2 separate regions of the Ovis aries genome follow, and region 1 is linked to region 2. Evidence: chromatin contacts called from public Hi-C data. All regions are on one chromosome and are shown on one strand. Each heading gives the region's core, a stretch centred on a gene start, on an enhancer-like site or on the middle of the called end of the contact. The rest is flanking DNA. Distances are from core to core; before and after follow the strand shown. Region 1 has its middle 32 kb from the start of TRNAS-GGA. Region 2 has its middle 11 kb from the start of HECA.

Region 1 (5,613 bases), core at 1,857-4,356, 66 kb before region 2:
CTATACATGATGACTGAGAAAAACATAGCTTTGACTATAAAACTGTTTGTCCACAAAGTGATGTCTTTATTTTTAATACACTTTCTAGGTTTATCATAGCTTTCCTTCCAAGAAGAAAGTGTCTTTTAATTACATGGCTGCAGTCACTGTTTACAGTGATTTTGGAGCCCAAGAAAAGAAAATCTGTCACTGCTTCTACTTTTCCCCCTTCTATTTGCCAAGAAGTGCTGAGACCTGATGCCATGATCTTAGTTTTTTGAATGTTGTTTTCAGTCAGCTTTTTCACTCTCCTCTTTCTAAAGAGGAACTAAAGAGGCTCTTTAGTTTCCCTTCAATTTGTGCCATTAAAGTAGTATAATCTGCCTATGTAAGTTGTTGATATTTCTCCTTGCAATCTTGATTCCAGCTTGGGATTCATCCAGCCCAGCATTTCACATGATATATTCTGCATAGAAGTTAAATAAACAGGATGAAAATATACAACCTTATACTCCTTTCCCAATTTTGAACCAGTCATTTGTTCCATGTAAGGTTCTAACTGTTGTTTCTTGACCCACATACAGGTTTCTCAGGAGACAAGTAAGGTGGTCTAAGTAGTCCCATTTCTTTAAGAGTTTTCCACAATTTCTTGTGATGATCCACACAGTCAAAGGCTTTAGCATAGTCAATGAAGCAGAAGTAGATGTTTTTCCGGAATTCCCTTGCTTTCCCTATGATCCAATGAATCAGTTGGCCATTTGATCTCTGGTTCCTTTGCCTTTTCTAAACCCAGTTTGTACATCTGGAAGTTCTTGGTTCACCTAGTGCCAAAGCCTGAGCATTACCTTACAGGCCTGTGAAATAAGCACAATTGTCCAGAAGTTGAACATTCTTTGGCACTGCCCTTCTTTGTGACTGGAATGAAAACTGACCTTTTCCAGTCCTGTGGCCACTGCTGAGTTCTCCAAATTTGCTGACATATTGAGTGTAGCACTTTAACAGCATTATCTTTTAGTATTTGAAATAGCTCAGCTGGAATTCCATCACCTACACTAGCTTTGTTCATAGTAATGCTTCCTAAGGCCCACTTCATTTCACACTCCAGGATGTCTGGCTATGGGTGAATAACCACACTACTGTGGTTATCCAGGTCTTTAAGGCCTTTCTTGTATAATTCTTCTGTGTATTCTTGCCACCTCTTCTTAATCTCTTCTGCCTCTGTTAGGTCCTTACCATTTCTGATGTTTATCGTGCCCATCCTTGCCTGAAATGTTCCCTTGTTACCTCCTATTTTCTCAAAGAGATCTTTAGTCCTTCTCACTCTATTGTTTTCTTATACTTCTTTGCATTGTTTATTAAAAGAGACTAAAGTGAAAATCACTTAATCATGTCTGACTCTTTGCAACTCCATGGACTGTACAGTTCATGGAATTCTGCAGGCCAGAATAGTGGCATGGGTAGCCATTCCCTTTTCCAGGGGATCTTCCCAACCCAGGGATTAAACCCAGGTCTCCCGCATAACAGGCAGATTCTTTACCAGCCATCAGGGAAGCCCAAGAATACTGGAGTGGGTAGCCTATTCCTTCTCCAGCGGATCTTCCCAACCCAGGAATTGAACCAGGATCTCCTGCATTGCAGGCAGATTCTTTACCAGCTGAACTACCAGAGACTAGCAAAAGCCAAATCTCAGTGACCCATGGTTTCGGTTTCCCATCACTTTGTTTATAAGAATTGAAATTAGAAATAGGGGGCATGTTGTTGACTGTCTTAGTCTTCATACTGCTATACCAAAATATCACAGACCGAGTGGCTTAAAAACAACGTAAATTTATTTCTCACAGTTCTGGAGGCTGGAAAGTCCAAAATCAAGGTGCAGGCAGATTCAATGTCTGGTGAGAGCCTGCTTCCTGGTTCAGAGCTGGCCATCTTCTGTGTCTTCACCTGCTGGAGGGATGAGAAGGCTCTCTGGAACTTCTTTCCCAAGGGCATTCATCCCATTCATTAGGGCTCCACCCTTATGACTGAATCACCTCTCAACGGCCCCACATCTTAATACCATCACATTAGTCGCTCACTGGTGTCCAACTCTTTGTCACCCCATGAGCCTGCCAGGCTCCTTTGTCCATGCAATTCTCCAGGCAAGAATATTGGAATGGGTTGCCACACCCTCCTCCAGGGGATCTCATCATATTGGGGATTACAATTTAAACACAAGAACTTCGAAGAACACATTCAGTCCATAACACTGCTTGAGACTCAGCTGTCAGAAGGAGAAGGCAATGGCAACCCACTCCAGTACTCTTTCCTGGAAAATCCCATGGACGGAGGAGCCTGGAAGGCTGCAGTCCATGGGGTTGCGAAGAGCTGGACAGGACTGAGTGACTTCACTTTCACTTTTCACTTTCACGCATCGGAGAAGGAAATGGCAACCCACTCCAGTGTTCTTGCCTGGAGAATCCCAGGGACGGTGGAGCCTGGTGGGCTACCGTCTATGCGGTCGCACAGAGTCAGACACGACTGAAGCAACTTAGCAGCAGCAGCAGCTGTCAAAAAGTGGTAATTATGGTGACTATATATTCTATACCCCAAATAGAAGGAGGCACTGAGGGCTACTGCTCTTACATCAGTAATAAGATCGAATGCTGGAAATCAAGACTGACCAGGAGAAGCCAGCTCATAAGTATAAAAATTATAATTCTGTCACTGGTTCAAAATGTTCTTGATTTTCACTAAATTGGCTCCAAAATGGGGCTTTAGAGAGCTGGCCACATTGATGAGATTTTTCCAGACCACAGTTACAGGAGAGAAGGGCCTTCCTGGACTCTGGTCTCGGCCTCCAAGCTGCTCCCAGACCCATCTGCAGGGAACCAGATAACAGACCCCTAACCTGCTTATTTCAGTCAGCGGTTTTGCTTCTCGCAGTGCCCAACCTCACAGATGCCAAAGGCCTTTACTCTGAACCTGCCTGCGAGCAAGGACAGTTCAGCAGCAGCTGCCACCGCGCCGATAATGGGTTTATGCTGCTGCCGACCCAAGGAAGCCGCTTTGAGTTGACGATGTATCTGCATTCCTGCAGCCCAAACCCACACCCTCCGCGATGGCTGCGGCACAGAGAGAGCACGAGCGCCACCTACTGAGCACTGCAGGCCTAGCTGGCTTCACGGCCAGCAAGACGGGCATGGCACCCAGGGTTGGCCTGAAAACCACCTTTGTACAGTCATTAAGGAGGCCTCATCTTCTGCCAAAGTTGGTGACTGTTTTTGAGAGTTACACTGAAAAAAGTTACAAGGAAGTTCATTTTGCCCTGAACAAACTTGAAACTTAACTACAGTTGGGATCCAGGCAGTATTCCACTTAAGTGAGACATGGGCAAGCCAGCAACTGCAGAGTTTATAGAACACAATTAAGGACTCACCCTTAAGCAGGCAGTGGGTGAGGCACCAGGGACAGAAGGAGGAGTGATCTACACTAGACCAACAACAGAAAGGTGGTGAAGCTGTGTCTGTATTCCACAGCTGAGAAACACGCTCACTGAACTCAGCCATGATTCACTCCCGAGTCCACCTCCAAGGGTTTTCCATCTTTCCCTGTGTTCCATCACCACTGTCACTAAGCTGAGAAGAAGTCATGATGACTTCTTTATTGTTCTGTTTTGGTTTGATTCTTGAGTTGCTGACTGACAAATGATATGTTTGGAATTTTGTTCTCAAAATAGCTGCTTTGCAGATGCCCTAAGCCGGTCCTCTTGGCCAGGCTTTCTGAAAATAATGCCAGGAAAACTCTCAAAGTATTCAATCCCTTCCCTGTATTCACAAACTCCTCCACATGTGCTAATAGCGCATTTCTGACAATGATCAATAAAATATGGTTTCAAATGTTTTTAGCACCTAATGACCCAATCTTACTTCCTCAATACATACAAATAATAGGTTAGTTAGTAAATAAACAGTCTATTAAGTAAAAAACCCCAAACTGGGTGATATGGTCACACACTTTTGCATCTGGGCAGCAGAACCTGAACACCCCAGGGGACCCTTCCTGCAGAGAGATCCTGGTGCCCAGCCTCGGTCCACAGCCATCATCCAAGCATAATCCAATGAACTGCACAGGGGTGCTTCCTTCTCCAGGAAGAGGCCAGGTAAACACAAATAACTGGAAATGGGCAAAGATGCATGTTGGATGCAAGATACCCAGATTGAAGGGAGAATCAATAATTCACAAACTAAACTTTCTTAGGGTTTCCCTGATAGCTCAGTTGGTAAAGAATCCACCTGCAATGCAGGAGACCCCAGTTCAATTCCTGGGTCGGGAAGATCTGCTGGAGATGGGATAGGCTACCCACACCAGTATTCTTGGGCTCCCCTGGTGGCTCAGCTGGTAAAGAATCTGCCTGCAATGTGGGAGATCTGGGTTCGATCCCTTGGTTGGGAAGATCCCCTGAAGAAGGGAAAGGTTACCCACTCCAATATTCTGGCCTGGAGAATTCCATGGACTGATATAGTCCTGTGGGTCACAAAGGGTTGGGCACAACTGAGCGACTTTCACATCACATCACAAACTTTCTTAAGCTACTACTATGAGAATTGCATTTAAGGCCCTACTAAACTTTCTGGTATTTTACTATGATTTTATTTTTGACTACAGTCCAGGTGGGCAATAACTTAAGGTATTAAATATTTATGTGAGCTCATAGTTTTACCCATAAAGATTCAATCATCATGTTTTCCATCCATTCCAGCCCCCTTCTTTTTACAAGGTTCTGTGCAAAGTAGTTTTGAAAACATGTTTCCAGCCAATCATTCAACTGTTGACCTGGTAAGATTTCTTAGATGGCTTATTCTTTAATTCCTACAATTCAGTTCAAAGAGGGCACCTAAAGCAACTATCAGCTACTACAAATTCAAGTTTAACCATCAGGTGAGCTGCTGGGAGAAACTTCTCTCAGTACCTTGCAAGCACACATTAGAAATCTGGTCCAGAAATGTATACTTTCAAAATGAGCACAGCTCCAAAGCAGACCATTTACTTCAGGCCTTTCTGATTTTCTTCCTTTGGGGTTGAACTATAAATTTTGAAATCTTTACACTCACAATTAGTATCTTGTTAACTTAAATTATATTTGAACCAAGAAAGGGCTTACCCAGGTAATGCTAGAGGTAAAAGATCCAACTGCCAGTACAGGAGACCTAATAAATGCAGAAAAATCAGAAAAATACCTTGGAGAAGGGAATGGCAACCCACTCCAGTATTCTTGCCTGGAGAATCCCATGGCCAGAGGAACCTGGCAGGCTACAGTCCACAGGGTCGCAAAGAGCTGGACACAACTGAAGTGACTTAGCAGAGCACAGCACAAACCAAGAAAACTGAAAGTGCCAAAGTACCCACTCCAATCTCAAAATAGAGACAGCTTTAAAAGAAAAAACTTCTCCTGAACTATTTTAAACATCACTCTTCTTTGATAAAATTGTTTCTTTTGAATTTTAGAACTTAGCAATTTTGAATACACTTTCTTCCACAGCTTCAGTGATTTTCTAGAGATATTTTCTTAAAGCTTTCAACTAATACAAACCCAAATATGCACACCAGCTTTAAGAGAAATTATAAGGTTTTTAGCAACAGAAACAGAATTTGCCT
Region 2 (5,251 bases), core at 1,089-3,588:
TCCTAGCATGGCCAATTTAGGCTACCAACATGAGCCATTGGATACAAGGCTAGAAAGAAGTGTGACAACTGGCTCTTTGAGTCACTAGGACTTGATTATACTGTAATAGGCAACTGAGGCAACATCTCACGTCCAATGTCTCTTTAGATCTGAATTCTTGGCATAGGCTTTCCCATGTTCCACTGACTGTCTAGTTCTCTCTACTCATATATGGTCTGTGATCACATTTCTGTTGGAAGCGTCTTTAAATGAGAGACACTGATTCTGGTCTTTCTGACTTGAGCCATTTTTTTACGCCATTAAAACTGTCAAATAGGGTTTAGTCAAGGGGCTCTCACAGAGGATCACAGCATGGACTTTACTATGGAGTAATCCCACTGCACTCTATTCTGTAGTACTGAAGAGAATGGTCTGATTTGGAATAAAACACTGTGCTCTCTAAACTGTGGGTTTTCTTTGTGAAACATGTCTGCTGAACAATAACGGGAGGAACCAGACAAAAATGGAAGCAAGGTGGGGAGATGACCATCTAGGCTGGCTTTGGGCTCATGATAAATCACGATTTTGTTTAAAAAAAAATAAATTTTTTTTCCAGATGGCATTTCTTCTACAACGTAAGCCCAAAATATTATTTCCTAGAGCAGCCATTTCTCGGGTTTCAGGGTGGATACTGGATTTAGGTTCTAAACCTATATGCAGGTCAGGAAGAAACAGTTAGAACTGGACATGGAACAACAGACTGGTTCCAAATAGGAAAAGCAATACATCAAGGCTGTATATTGTCACCCTGCTTATTTAACTTATATGCAGAGTACATCATGAAAAACGCTGGGCTCAAGAAGCACAAGCTGGAATCAAGATTGCCAGGAGAAATATCAAGAACTTCAGATATGCAGATGATACCACCCTTATGGCAGAAAGTGAAGAGGAACTAAAAAACCTCTTGATGAAAGTGAAAAAGGAGAGTGAAAAAAGTTGGCTTAAAGCTCAACATTCAGAAAACGAAGATCACGGCATCTGGTCCCATCACTTCATGGGAAATAGATGGGAAACAGTGGAAACAGTGTCAGACCTTATTTTGGGGGCCTCCAAAATCACTGCAGATGGTGATTGCAGCCATAGAATTAAAAGACGCTTACTCCTTGGAAGAAAAGTTATGACCAACCTAGATAGCATATTCAAAAGCAGAAACATTACTTTGCCAACAAAGATCCATCTAGTCAAGGCTATGGTTTTTCCAGTGGTCATGTATGGATTTGAGAGTTGGACTATGGAGAAAGCTGAGCGCCGAAGAATTGATGCTTTTCAACTGTGGTGTTGGAGAAGACTCTTGAGAGTCCCTTGGACTGCAAGGAGATCCAACCAGCTCATCCTAAAGGAGATCAGTCCTGGGTGTTCATTGGAAGGACTGATGCTGAAGCTGAAACTCCAATACTTTGGCCACCTCATGTGAAGAGGTGATTCATTGGAAAAGACCCTGATGCTGGGAGGGATTGGGGGCAGGAGGAGGAGGGGATGACAGAAGATGAGATGGCTGGATGGCATCACCGACTCCAGGGACATGAGTTTGGGTGAACTCCGGGAGATGGTGATGGACAGGGAGGCCTGGCGTGCTGCGATTCATATGGTCACAAAGAGTCGGACACGACTGAGCGACTGAACTGAACTGAACTGAAAGGGTTATTATAGGCTTCCCTAATGGCTCAGCAGTAAAGAATATGCTTGCAATGTAGGAGACATGTGTTTGATCCCTGAGTCAGGAAGATCTTCTGGAGAAGGAAATGGCAACCCACTCCAGTATTCTTGCCTGGGAAGTGTCATGGCCAGAAAAGCCTGGCGGGCTACAGTTCATGGGGTCACTAGAGTCAGACACGACTTAGCAACTAAACCACCACCACCAGGAGTTGGTATAGTTGTGTGGTTAGGAAACTATTCTTGCAGCCAAATTCCCAGATTTCAGGCTTGGCTTACTGTGTGACCTTGGACAACTTATTTGTGAAACAGAGATAATAATGGTATCTATTTCAGAGTTAAGGTAGATAACATTTGTGTAGTGCCTAGCACATAGTAAGTTCTCAATACATAAGAGCCATCATCATTTTTATTAGCAGAAGCATTTAAAGTTTGCTTTCATTGTTGCTACTCAAACATGCTCCTTTTAACTGAAAATGCTATTTAACTTTTCACTTCAATTGTAAACAAGTTTGTTTTGTTTTTTTTTTTCGTAAAAGCAGCACTGGTTCTAGGTCAAGGATAAACTGTTTTCAGCACACAACTTTAGTCTCATCCAAGAACAAACCACACCCTACTTCCTGTTGTGTGCAAATACGGGTACTTTAAAGGGACAGTCAAAACCAGGGACCCATGCGGATGCTAAGATTGCTACAGAGCGCACTCTGGTGTACACAGCTAGAAACCAGAATGGGAGATTACAAGAAGCAATGCTTTCTTTGCCCAAAAGTTTGAAGTTGATTTGTGTGGGTGTAGGAAGTTATAACAAGTTACTAGATAAAAAATAATACAATGAAAATAGTATTTTTGGAAGAATAGTCTGACAGTAACATTCAGGACTGACAGGATAGAAAAAGTGGTGGCTCAGAAGCCAGAAGAAAATCTACTGCACCATTTTGGGGAGGAGATCATGAGAGTTTGGAATTAGGAGGTCAACAGCGAAACCCAGAGGAAAGGATGTACATGACAGACATTTTGAAGGAAGAAATCATAGACCCTAAAGACAAAAGTCTTTGATCTTAAAGAAAGGCAATCTCATCAATATTTATTTGGTTTAGATTGATACCATGAATTCCAATACTCATTAATAAATTGGTAGCATATTCTACTCTGGGAAACCCCGTAGGATAAAAAAGAACCATATTATCATATTGTTTTGTTTGCTTTTAAAGATCAAAATTATTTTATTACTAATCAAGATTTGAAAGTTCTATGTAACGTTGGGCATTTTGCCATTAAAAGACACTGCTCAGTGAGCTAGTTGTCTTTTGTACCAATTCTGGATTAAATCAATAGTCCCAATAATCTCAATTTCTCAAGACATTTTTAGGTTTCAGTCGGAGATTAAAAAAGCACCAGACAATTCCTGCTTAGCCTTCTAGGTGATTCTATTTCTCAACCTAGTATCCAGAAAGGTAGATTTAACTACTCAACGTGTATTTCTCTGGTACCAATTTTATGCAAAGCCCTGTCATAGATGGATAGCAAGACCATTCATTTATAAGTCACAAAAGTGTCATCACCATATTATGAACAGGTAAAACAGAAGGAACTTTGGGTTTAGCTCATCTAATTTATCTTTGATTCATATATAGTAAATCTTCTGCCTTTTGTCTATAGGTGATAATTTGATTCACAGTCCTTTCCATTCATCTTACCACATGGCTGGCTGTTTAGCCATAGATCAAATTACCAGACGATTCTTTTCTATAATGGCAACTTAATTTGCTTTATTTTAAAAATATTTACTGAACATATAATGAAGGTTTGTGCCAGATCCAAGTGCAGCGATGAAGAAACAAACCCAGTCCACTCTCAGGGAGCTCAGATCCTGTTGAGATATCTACAGATACTGTCTTCATTCTTATGTTTTTCTTCAAAAGGTCGTACAGAGAACAAAAAGATGTGCAACAAAAGAAAATGAAGTATACCAGTAGAAAATGAGACGGACGCAAAGGGAAAGCAATGACGGACTCATACAACAGAGGTAGACAAATACATAAAATAAATACAATGAAGGCCCACATGTGTTTGCTAAGGATCCACCAGGAATTTGGCTCTAAAGTTTTTTGGCAAGCTCTGTAAAAGAAGAAACACAATGCACGGGTTCCACCAGATAAAAGCAACCAACTGCTCAGGAAACATAGCTAATCCTGATATAAGGTCAAACAGAAAAACCCTCAAGGATCCTTCAAATGCAACACTACTGATATCCTGAAGAGCATCCTCAATAATATCCTTACAGGAAAGGAGTAGGTCTATTTCTTACAGCACTACTCAGTGTGTGCTGATGGCTTATCCTCAAAGTCCAGTTCAGTAAAAGCAATTTTGCAGGGGTTCATTTAAGCAGAAAAATTCATTATAATGTGATAGAAATATGCATAAAGTGCTAAAGAAGAACAGAGGGGACACAACTGCAATTTCATTATTCAAACTATTGGAGCAGGAATCACTATTTTGAGGAGGAATCACTGTCATCATTGAGAAGAGATTCTGGGAACTTCAATATCCAAAGGAAATAGGCAAGTATTTTGCAAATACTTAACCTGCTTAACCTTCATTATGGATGGAATATTGTTTTAAAAGGCCATTCTCATTATGGTAAAGTTCACATTAAAAAAATCAAAACACTGGAACTTCCTTGGTGGTCCAGGAGTTAAGAATCAGCCTTCCATTGCAGGGGATGTGGGTTCAGTTGCTGGTCGGGAAACTAAGATTCCACATGCCATGGGGCTACTGAGTCCACGCACCACACCAAGACCTGACGCGGACAAAAATAAATAAATAAATGTTTTGAAAAATCAAAACATGCCTTCAATTGAAAGATTCTCATTTTCTCTGTAGTGTACATATCTCAGTTCACCTGGAATATTAAATATAATGAATAATAAATTTAGAATAAAGGAGTCTACAAATATGAGATGTGGATGCCCACAGAATCAGTGAGAGGTTAGAGTTCTATCAGGTTTATAGTAGGCTCCTTCAGAAATCCAAGACCACAGAGCAAAAGGAATTTGGGAGAGAAGCTCTGATTCCATGCTAACCTGGATTTTTAAAATATGCATCTGCCACCCTGTCATGAGTTTGATTTCCACCTGATACTAGAAAAAGAAAGAGAAAACAAAAAAGGAAGTTGTCAATATAAAAGAAAGAATTAATACATCTAGTATCAAAGAGTCTTAAATTTCTAAGCAAATTCAATAAAAGGGGGTGACAAGATTTGTCTTAAAGGGAAAGGAAAACAAAAAGAATGCAAAAGCTTTTATGGTTGTTTTTATGAAGATAGTATTTCTCTTCAGTATTCAAACCTGTGTGAAAGGGGAGTAGTATTTTCCAGCTCTTTGTACCATGACTTGCTTCCTCATCAACCAATACAGGGCAGCCTGGGTGAACTAGACAAGTGAGTGGCAGAAAGACCTCCATAGCAAGGTGATTGGGACTAACAACAAAAAGTAAAGTGAAAGTGAAAATCGCTCAATCGTGTCTGACTCTTTGTGACCCAATGGACTACACAGCCCAT

Evidence for each region. Hi-C and Micro-C count contacts between places; a contact is called where the count stands out from the background.
Region 1: a contact with region 2 is called in a Hi-C map of blood, with 2.1 times the contacts expected there. The contact joins two enhancer-like sites. A contact is called at or near these places in 6 of 16 Hi-C or Micro-C datasets (blood, hypothalamus, omental adipose tissue and 1 more).

Annotation. Positions count from the first base shown.
Region 1 is chr8:64,181,479-64,187,091 of ARS-UI_Ramb_v3.0, reverse strand. No RefSeq gene overlaps it. Among named protein-coding and RNA genes, the nearest start is that of TRNAS-GGA, 32 kb to the left of the region's middle. Within about 2 kb of position 3,106, at least 9 of the 54 cell types and tissues checked have an H3K27ac peak or open chromatin away from gene starts, as enhancers often do.
Region 2 is chr8:64,115,343-64,120,593 of ARS-UI_Ramb_v3.0, reverse strand. No RefSeq gene overlaps it. Among named protein-coding and RNA genes, the nearest start is that of HECA, 11 kb to the left of the region's middle. Within about 2 kb of position 2,338, at least 10 of the 54 cell types and tissues checked have an H3K27ac peak or open chromatin away from gene starts, as enhancers often do.